Linked DNA regions of Gossypium hirsutum: region 2 is linked to region 1. The links are chromatin contacts, called in public Hi-C maps. All regions are on one chromosome and are shown on one strand. Each heading gives the region's core, a stretch centred on a gene start, on an enhancer-like site or on the middle of the called end of the contact. The rest is flanking DNA. Distances are from core to core; before and after follow the strand shown.

Evidence for each region. Hi-C and Micro-C count contacts between places; a contact is called where the count stands out from the background.
Region 2: a contact with region 1 is called in a Hi-C map of leaf, with 1.9 times the contacts expected there. The contact joins two enhancer-like sites. A contact is called at or near these places in 6 of 34 Hi-C or Micro-C datasets (callus and leaf).

Annotation. Positions count from the first base shown.
Region 1 is chrA05:95,732,550-95,737,373 of Gossypium_hirsutum_v2.1, forward strand. It overlaps the pseudogene LOC107957119. Among protein-coding and RNA genes, the nearest start is that of LOC121229556, 67 kb to the left of the region's middle. Within about 2 kb of position 3,027, at least 5 of the 9 cell types and tissues checked have an H3K27ac peak or open chromatin away from gene starts, as enhancers often do. A contact at or near this core is called in leaf, where this site is marked.
Region 2 is chrA05:95,911,737-95,916,380 of Gossypium_hirsutum_v2.1, forward strand. No RefSeq gene overlaps it. Among protein-coding and RNA genes, the nearest start is that of LOC107957125, 3.0 kb to the right of the region's middle. Within about 2 kb of position 1,740, at least 7 of the 9 cell types and tissues checked have an H3K27ac peak or open chromatin away from gene starts, as enhancers often do. A contact at or near this core is called in leaf, where this site is marked.

The DNA.
Region 1 (4,824 bases), core at 1,777-4,276:
TTGCGTTTGAGGTTTGAGGCGAACATGATTAAAGGTATATATGAGGATAAAGTCTTGAAGACTTAGTAGGTGAAAAGCCATACTAGCAATTCTACAACCAATTCCTAATATTATAGCGTGATGAAGGAGGACATGGAAATCGAAGAATTCGGAGTAAAAGTTATTGGTGTCAATGGTAGTGAGCAGAGGTGGTGCCCAATGCTCAGCAATGAGGATTAAGGAGGATGTATAATAAAATTTATTCTTTATAACATAAACTAAAAAAAAAAAAAAGTTTTAAGTTTTTAGTGTGGGTTTTTTAAAAAATAATTTATTTATAAAAGTATTATTTTAATTAATAAATTCTATGTTAGAAAAAGAAAAAAGTGGGTATTCATTTATTTATAATTTTGTATGAAATTTTATAAAATATTATGTATTTTTATGAAAAAATGAACTTTTAATTTTTTTTTATTTTTTATAGTTTTTTTTTAATTTTGAATTTTTAAGAAGTAAAATTAAATTGAAAAAAATGTGTAATATGTAAAATTAATTGCTAAAAATTTTAAATTATTTAAAATTAAGATTAACTTAAAAGAATCTATAAATATTGAAATGTTAAATATATTATAATGCTAAAAAAATGTCACCTTAATGATTTAATAGAAAAGTCACACAAAAAACCAAAACATATTATTAAATTTCAATAATTCCTGTGGAACATTCTAATTTTTAAAGAATTAAACAATATTATAAAGTATAAATTAAATCATAAATATTAAACTGATACTTTCTGAATTAAAAAGTGTAAGAACGATAAACGTAAATACTAATCCACATCACCGTTAGGATCACTTTTTTTCCATTTGGTTAAAATACACTATTAGTCATCGTAGTTGTACAGAATTTGATATTTAGCTTTTGTTTTTAAAAATTTAAAAATTAAGTCCTTCTACTTTATTGATTTAAAAATCTCAGCTCATTCTTTAAAATTGTAAGTATTTTTTATCAAAATTTGTCTAACTTGAAATTTTACTCAAGTTGTTCTCATATGACATGACATGTGATAGAAAAAATATAAAATTGACAACTATTGACAAAAAATACCAACAATGATAGAGATTGAACTAAGATTTTTGAATTGAAAATGTAGGAGAATTAAAATTATAACTTTTAAAATAAAGAGACTAAATCTCAAATTCTAAACAAATACAACAACTAACAAAATATTTTAACATTTGCATTTCAATCATAAAGCGAGTAGAACCAAAGCCAAAATTTTCAGAGAAAAATCCGAAGTTCAATTATTGTGAATAAAAATGTCTAAAGAACAAAAACAAACAAACAACAACCACACACGATTGATAGGTAAGGTGTGACGGTTCTATTTTTTTTAGGGTATGTTCGCTATGTGGTACATGAAAAATACATTTTTAATAATTTTTTAAAAAGTATAAAAATAATAGAAAACACACCATTATAAAAATTATTTAAAAAATTATAAATATAAAAAATCACAAAAACTGCTAAAAATTATAAAAATTATTAGCGATATTACTAAAAAACAAATAATTATAGAAAATTATAAAAATTTCTGGAGAATCATAAATAATAATTATAAATAATTATAAAAATGATAAAAAATTAAAAAAATTATAGAAAATTATGAAAAATATATTTTTTTTCATTTTAAGAACAAAAAATAAATTGAATTCAATAAACTTTAATCAAATCAAACAAAATGATTCAAAACTCTCTAATTTCTCCCAAATCTACTTGCATGGTGCCTCGTCATAGTTAGGGGTGAGCAAAACTCGATTCGATTTAAAAAAATTAATTTTTTTTTAAATTTTGAGTTAATCGAATCGAGTTATTTGAATTATTCGAATCAAATCGAATAACTCAAGTCGAGTTGAATTTTACAATTCGAATAACAAATTGGTGTAAATACCCCCTTTTGGTGCTTATCAATTTTGAAATTAAGCAAATTGGTCTCTTTCTCAACAAAAATTACAAAATAATTCAAAATAATTTTTAAATTTCAAAATGTTTATAAAAATTTCAAAATTTACATTTTAAAAATATATATAAAAAAGTTAAAATTTTAAAAATTTTGCAAAATAACAATTGTAGGGACCTAATTAATGATTTAAATTTATCATACTCAAGTAACTTATTTTTATTATTATTTTGCTTTGAAAAATTTTCAAATATATATGGTTTCAAATTTATGTGCTCTAACATAGAATTAGTTATATTATAATAATATTTTTATTTAACATATATTTTTTTTAATTTAACTCGAACAATTTCGCTAGATCTGACTCGATTCAAATTTTATTTCACTCGACTCGATTTGAAAAAAATTCAAATTGAGTTAGGATGATAAAGTAAAACTCGTGAACTCAATTAATTTAAAATATTTTCACTCGATTCTAACCCTAATAATATGCTAACACTATGCAACAAAGCTCGTAAATATAATCACCCGGAAAACTCTCTCCTTCAAATTTGTCTAAGCATTCTCTAACAGTTTAAAAAAAGCTCTTATTTTTCATTTTAATTGGTGCTATTAGAATTATACCATGTTTTTAGGGAAAAATATTTTCTAAAATTATACCATGTTTTGTAATTTGTCTATTTTTTTTTATGTTGAAGTGGTGAATGAAGAAAATAAATTTGTGATGTGGGTATGTTGTTACAATGGATAGGTAGATAGTAATAATTTAATTGTATATTATCAAAATAAAATAAAATTAATTGAAGTTCAAGGAGTAGAAAATGAGCAGAGAGAAATTGTTAAATTTCATCCAAGTGGGCTATTTTTTTACCCTTTTTAAGTCATAAATAATTTCTATAATTTTCTATAATCTATTTTGTAATTTTTATCTTATTTTCTATATTTTGTTATGATTTTTTATCAAGTTTTACAATTTTTATATTTTAAAAAATTTAAAAGAAATATCATTTTTTTTCACTACGTTATCCTTCTAGTAACTATCAACTATCCTGTCGGTCACGTCTCCCATTCACCATGTCCACTCGGTATGGCAAACCAAATGGTCCTCCTATTGCCGTATTTCAATCATAAAGCAAGTAGAAGAAATCAAATCTTGCAAAAGAAAATGGAGCAAGAACAACAACAACAGCCACACACATCATCATCTCATGTACTAATCTTCCCTCTCCCGGCACAAGGCCATGTCAACTCCATGCTGAAGCTAGCTGAGCTATTAGCACATGCAGGCCTCAAGGTCACCTTCCTAAACTCCCACTTCATCCATCAACAACTTCTTCGTCACACCGATATTCTTTCCCGCTTCGCCAAATATGCGGGATTCCAATTCAAGACCATACTAGATGGTGTCCCTGACGATCATCCCAGAGTAGGCAGTGATTTTGTGAGGAAGCTCTTTGATGGTTTGGAATTGATAACCAAACCACTTTTCAAGGAAATGCTGGTTAATAGTAAGCCGAAAGTGGATTGTATTATAGGAGATGGGGTCTTAGGGCTCGCACTTGATATTGCTGATGAGCTTGGAATTCCCATCATTCAGTTTCGTACCATTAGTGCTTGCAGTCTCTGGGCTTATTTTGCAATCCCTGATATGATCCATGCTGGGGAGCTTCCTATCAAAGGTATTATTCCTTTCTTTTTAACAACTTAACTCATCCATTAATCATAAGACGCTATTTCTTAAACTTCAAATTCGAATCCAGTGTCTTCTGGAAGCGAAGATAAATGAAAATTCTACACTAATTATTAGAGTTTGGGTTCACACTACGATGAGAGAAAATCCCGGTTTTGATTTGTCTCAAATTTATAGGGGTCGATTTCTTTAATAAAATTTCTAGTCCGTGTGTATCCACCTCACCGTGTTTTATATATAATTTAATTTTGCTATTAATTCTTATACTTTCTAAAAAGTTATAGATTTAGTTTTTGTACTTTTTAAACTAGTCAAATTTATTCTCTTTATTTTTTAAAATATAAAATTTTAGTCTTACCTCAGCAGTAATAATTAAATTCGTTTGGTTAAATTTAATTATTCGTACTATTCATAAAGTTATCAATTTAGTTTATTTTCTTTATTTGGATCATTCTAAATTTTTATATTTTTTCGAATTTTGAAATTTCAATCTTAATATAAATCACAGTCATTAATTCATTAATTAAATTTTTAATGAGTAATATGTAAAAATGATAAGTTGACATGAAATTACATATATAATAATATATTTGGCTATTTATATTTTAGTATTTTATTTTTAACTACATATCTATGTTGTAAATCTGTACTTTCCAGACATACACGTGATTTCTGATATCAAATAAGGCCTCTGACAAAACTACATGTGTTTGTGGAAGGAAATGAAGATATGGATCGACTAATAACAAGTGTTCCAGGCATGGAAGCTTTTCTTAGATGTCGAGATCTTCCAAGTTTTTGCCGAGCAAGCGACACCAAAGATTCAATTCTCCAACAGATCGCTCAAGAAACGAGAAAAAATTCCGAAGCCCGCGGACTGTTATTAAACACCTTTGAAGACCTAGAAGGACCAATATTATCCCATATGCGAACTAAGTTTCCCAAAATCTACACAATTGGACCTCTCAATCTACACTTGAAGACTAGACTTTTCAAGTCAGATCAAACATCTTCCGGTCCATCCTCGAATAATTTTCGGAAAGTCGATAGAAGTTGCTTGTCATGGCTTGATAAGCAACAAAAAGGATCCGTTGTTTATGTAAGTTTTGGCAGCCTTGCAGTGTTGTCAAGGGAGCAAGTTTTCGAGTTCTGGTTCGGGCTTGTCAATAGTGGGAAACGGTTTTTATGGGTTCTA
Region 2 (4,644 bases), core at 490-2,989, 180 kb after region 1:
AAGAGGCATTCATTGGTGTACTTGGAATGGTTTATGCTCTTTGAAAGATGATGGTGGATTAAGTTTTCAAAATCTGGATAAATTTAATATTGCGTTATTAGCCAAACAAGGGTAGCGTCTTATTAATTTTCATAATTCTTTGCTTAATCGTGTTTTAAAAGCAAAGTATTATCCAAATATAGATTTCTCCAATGCGCAATTAGGAAATTTACCTTCGCTTACCTAGAAGAGTGTCTGGGCAACAAAAGGTATTTGGATAAAGGACTATGTTGGAGGGTTGACACGAGGGAACGTATTTCCGTTTGGGGTGACTTATGGATATTGGGAGCTAAAATAGACAGATTACAGAATGGGACTAGTAATGAAAATATTAGACAGTATCAGATTTGATTGATCCAGCTAGCAGAACTTGGAATACAGATTTAATCATTAGTACTTTTAATGCAGACGTTGCAAAGAAAATATTGTAGATCCCTCTGGCAGAGACAACTTATGAAGACTTTCAAGTGTGTGCCGGGGGGAATCATCAGGCGAATTCTCAGTTAGAAGTGCCTATAAACTATTACAAGAGGCTAATTCGGGTCCTAGTAATAATTATTTACAAACTGAGACTAGAGATTTCTACAGGAAATTATGGAATTTACATCTCCCTCCGAAAATTAAAATTACAAACTGGAGAATTTCATGGAACTATATTCCTACTCTATCAAATCTCAAGAATAAAAAAGTGGTCGTAGCAGCTATCTGTCCCAAATGTCATAACCCTGAGGAAGATAGCAACCATATCTTCCGGCACTGTCCTACAGCAATAGATGTGTGGTCAAATTTAAATCTCGCCTGGGTATGTCATTATGATCTTAACAGTATATGGGAGTGGCTCACCTGGGTTTTTAGACGAGGAAATATTGAGCAATGTCGACTCTTCTGTTACGTACTATGGTCAATCTGGACATGCAGAAATCAGCTAGTTTACGAAAGAAAGAACTCTACAAGCAGAGATATCTCAAATCAAGTCATCAGCTACATTTCGGAGTTGCATGGAGTGGAACAGAAAAAATTTACCTTAAATGTTGATAAAGGTCATGAATACACGGCAAGAAGCACGACGGTAACTGTCTTATTTGATGCGGCTTTTGACAAGGGATCCTCCAGATCTGCTTCGGGTCTGGCTGTCCGTGATGAAAGGGGTGTGATCTTGGTATCCAAAACGGTTATCCACTCCGATATACCGACACCGCTAGCAGCGAAAACAGATGCCGGGTTACAAGCGATTCAGTTAGCCATTTCAATGGGTTTTAACAGTTTACAAATAGTGGGGGACTCTAAAACAGTGATAAAAAAATGCCAATCAAAAGATCCGGACAAATTGACTATAGGAGCGTTCATCAGAGACATTCAAAGCAAAAAGGTTTATTTTCAGAATATCGAGTTTCATTTTATCCCTAGATCAGAAAATGATTGTGCCTATTTCCTTGCCAAAGAAGCCTTGAAGAGAGGAATAGGATATTAACTGCAGGGGGAGGATCCGGACCATGCTCATCGTTGGAGGGAGAATCGAAGACTAAGGCAGCCAGGTTGAGAACCGAAGAGTCAAGATGAAAGAGATGAGAGAGGTTTTCAAAGAAATTGATAGCAGAAGAGTAAAGATATGTTTGGGAACTGTTATCATAAAAGCTGAAATGGTGACATGAAAAGACAAGAGAAAATGGCATCCAACTGTGGTGATTGACGGGGCATTTAATTAGGTTTCCTTTTTTTTATTATTTATTTGAATTTTGTTTTGTTTAGGGGGCCTTCCTGATCGGTTAGGCCTGATTCTTTAGTTTTTTCAAGTTTATTTGTTGTTTTTCTTTTGGGTTTCAGTCCATTAATATGGGTGACTGTTTTTTTATGTATTTCTGATTTAGTCTTTTATAAAAGCCCAGTTGATTCTTCAAAAAAAAAAATATTTTATAAGTTAGTATGTACATTATCGGTATATATTTTTTATTTTACAAATAATCTTAGAAAATTGTTGTGTTTTTTAATACTTATATTTTAATATTTTATTATACTCTATAAAATACTTGTTAACTTCTTGACTCTACTTGTAGTAGTGTATCAAATATTTTCTTATTTTATTATAATTTTAATTATAAAAACTATAAAATTAATATTATTGTGTCTTTTTAGCACCTTAGTCAAACTCCACTTGAACTAACGAAGGTAGGAAATTTTTATGGAAAGACTGAAATTAAGTTGTATATTTTTATAAGAGTTAAAATATAATTTTATTATTTTAATGATTTATATTTTATAATTTTTTAAAGGATTAAATTATAATTTTATTATTTTTAGAAGTTGAAAGTAAAATTTTATTATGTACAATTTTAAAAATTTAAAGGATTAAAAATAAAATTTCCTGTTTAGGAGGTGGTGTCGCCCCTAACTTAAACAAACCATTAATAGTTATGAATACTTGGCCAAAAGAATACTGCCAGAAAGATTCACAGTTAGGTTAAAATCTAATTAATCGGTTGAAGCCGGTTAATGAATTTTTAAAAATTTAATTATCGGTTAATTTGGTTCGAAATTCAGTAATTAATCGAATTAACCAATTAACTGAAATATATTTATTGTTTTCAAGACTTACGTAGTGTTTAGTTGTTGACTTTTAATAATTCTGTAATATTTTTAATATCTTATTTGTTGTCTTCACCTCATTTAAAGTTTTTTGAACTATTAAATAAAAGAAAATGAACATTAGTAATATAATTTTTTTATATTTTTATACTTATTTTAACTAAAAGACAAAAATATATAAAATTCGGTTAACCGACCAAATTAATTAAAATATTCGATTTGATTGTATTTAAAAAACTTTCAATTTAATTATTAATTAAAAGTAATTTAATAATAATAATTCGATTCGAATATTAACCTAACCCTTACTATAAACATGCAATAGGCTGATAATGACTTTTAACTCCTAAACACTCTCGTCTTGAACACCTGTCCTAGGATATAGAAAACATCTCCAACTGTTAGAAGGAGAAAAAAAAAGAACTTTTCTGGTCTACTACTTGAGTTACTCGACTCCTCAACAAGTTAACTCCAATGAATTTTGGCACCATCACCACGTAAATGGCCTTTAACCACCTATTGATGCAAAAGCCAAGGATGTAGCACAAGAAACCACAAAGTTAGAATTTAAAATTTAAAAGAAGAGAATCAAGTCGGAAAGAACAGTGAATTGGATCCTTGTATTTGATGAACGTGGATTTTAGGAATGCGAATTTGACTAAAACTCCAATTAAGATTAATTGAATCTAAAGATAAAGATAAAAATAAAGATTTAAAGTGAAATAAAAAGAGAAGAATGATAGATTAGTCTTATGGAATCATTGAATAATTTGTATTTAAAAATATCAATGACTAGACTTGGACTCTATGAAATCCCTAAAAAGAGGAGTTGAAAATAATCAAACTTGAAGTTTGAAGACTTTTAAATATAAACATTGGAAGAATCACTCAACTTTCAAAGAAAATTTATTTCATGTAATGTAAAAATCTAAATGAATTTTTTATTTTTTTATTTTAGGGGCTGAAACTCCTACCAGCCCTGGCTTCCCCACTGTCTCATAGCTCTGCTGTTATCAGTTATATTTTGCATGGTGTGAGAAGTGGTTAAGTCTTGGGACAGTTGAAAACGTGGTTTGGAGTTTGAAATATATTACTTGTGATTTTGTATGGGTTGTAGCAAGCAATGGTGCGGCTGGTTGGATAAGTAATGATGATAGTGATAAAAGTTGTGCGGTCACAAATAGAGGGCAAATGTTATGGCTGCACAGTTAAACCTCCCTTGGTTACGTACACCTAACCTAACCAAAAAGATCTGGCAAGGATTCAACGATTGTTATGCGTCTTCAGCCCATTCAGTTAAACCTTGAATGGTTATAAGCACCTTGTCAGAAGGATCCATTCTTATCCGATAGACAAGATAGAATGAAAATAGTAGAATGTATTTGTTTCTCTCATTTGTTGCGAATTGCGATGCAAACCCTAACAGATGTTTGTTGCATGATATGTCCATTTCAATTCATAAAATAAATTGAATCTAGTCGTGATACTAATGTGCATGTATCTTATAACAAAACCACAAATCATTTTACAAAACGCCATTGCTTATTCAAATTATATGATGTAATTAATTTCTCTTTTTCTTTTTTTTAATAACTTGTTATTTCTTGACATATAATAATTAAATAATAAATATAAATTTCAGTAATTTATTATTTTTAATATATAATTAATTTTTTAATTTAAGGATAAGCTATATCCAATGTCATTAAACTATTACTAAATTTACCTTTTGGTTACTCAACTTTAAAAAGTTACAACATGATCATTGAACTATTCGAAAGTTTTTATTTAAATCACCAGACTGTTAAAATCAATGTTGTATAGTATTCTTTGTTTTTACCGTTTGTATCAATCAAAAGCTCCTATTTCCCTACTCTTCTACAAATTTATTCTTTTCATTAAATTACTTTGACCGTCATGAATTTACAAACTAAAATTCGAACAACTTTCTCTCTAATCTCTGACATTGATCATCAGATTGATTTGGGTTTAAGCTATGTTCTTCTATTCATCAATGGGCAC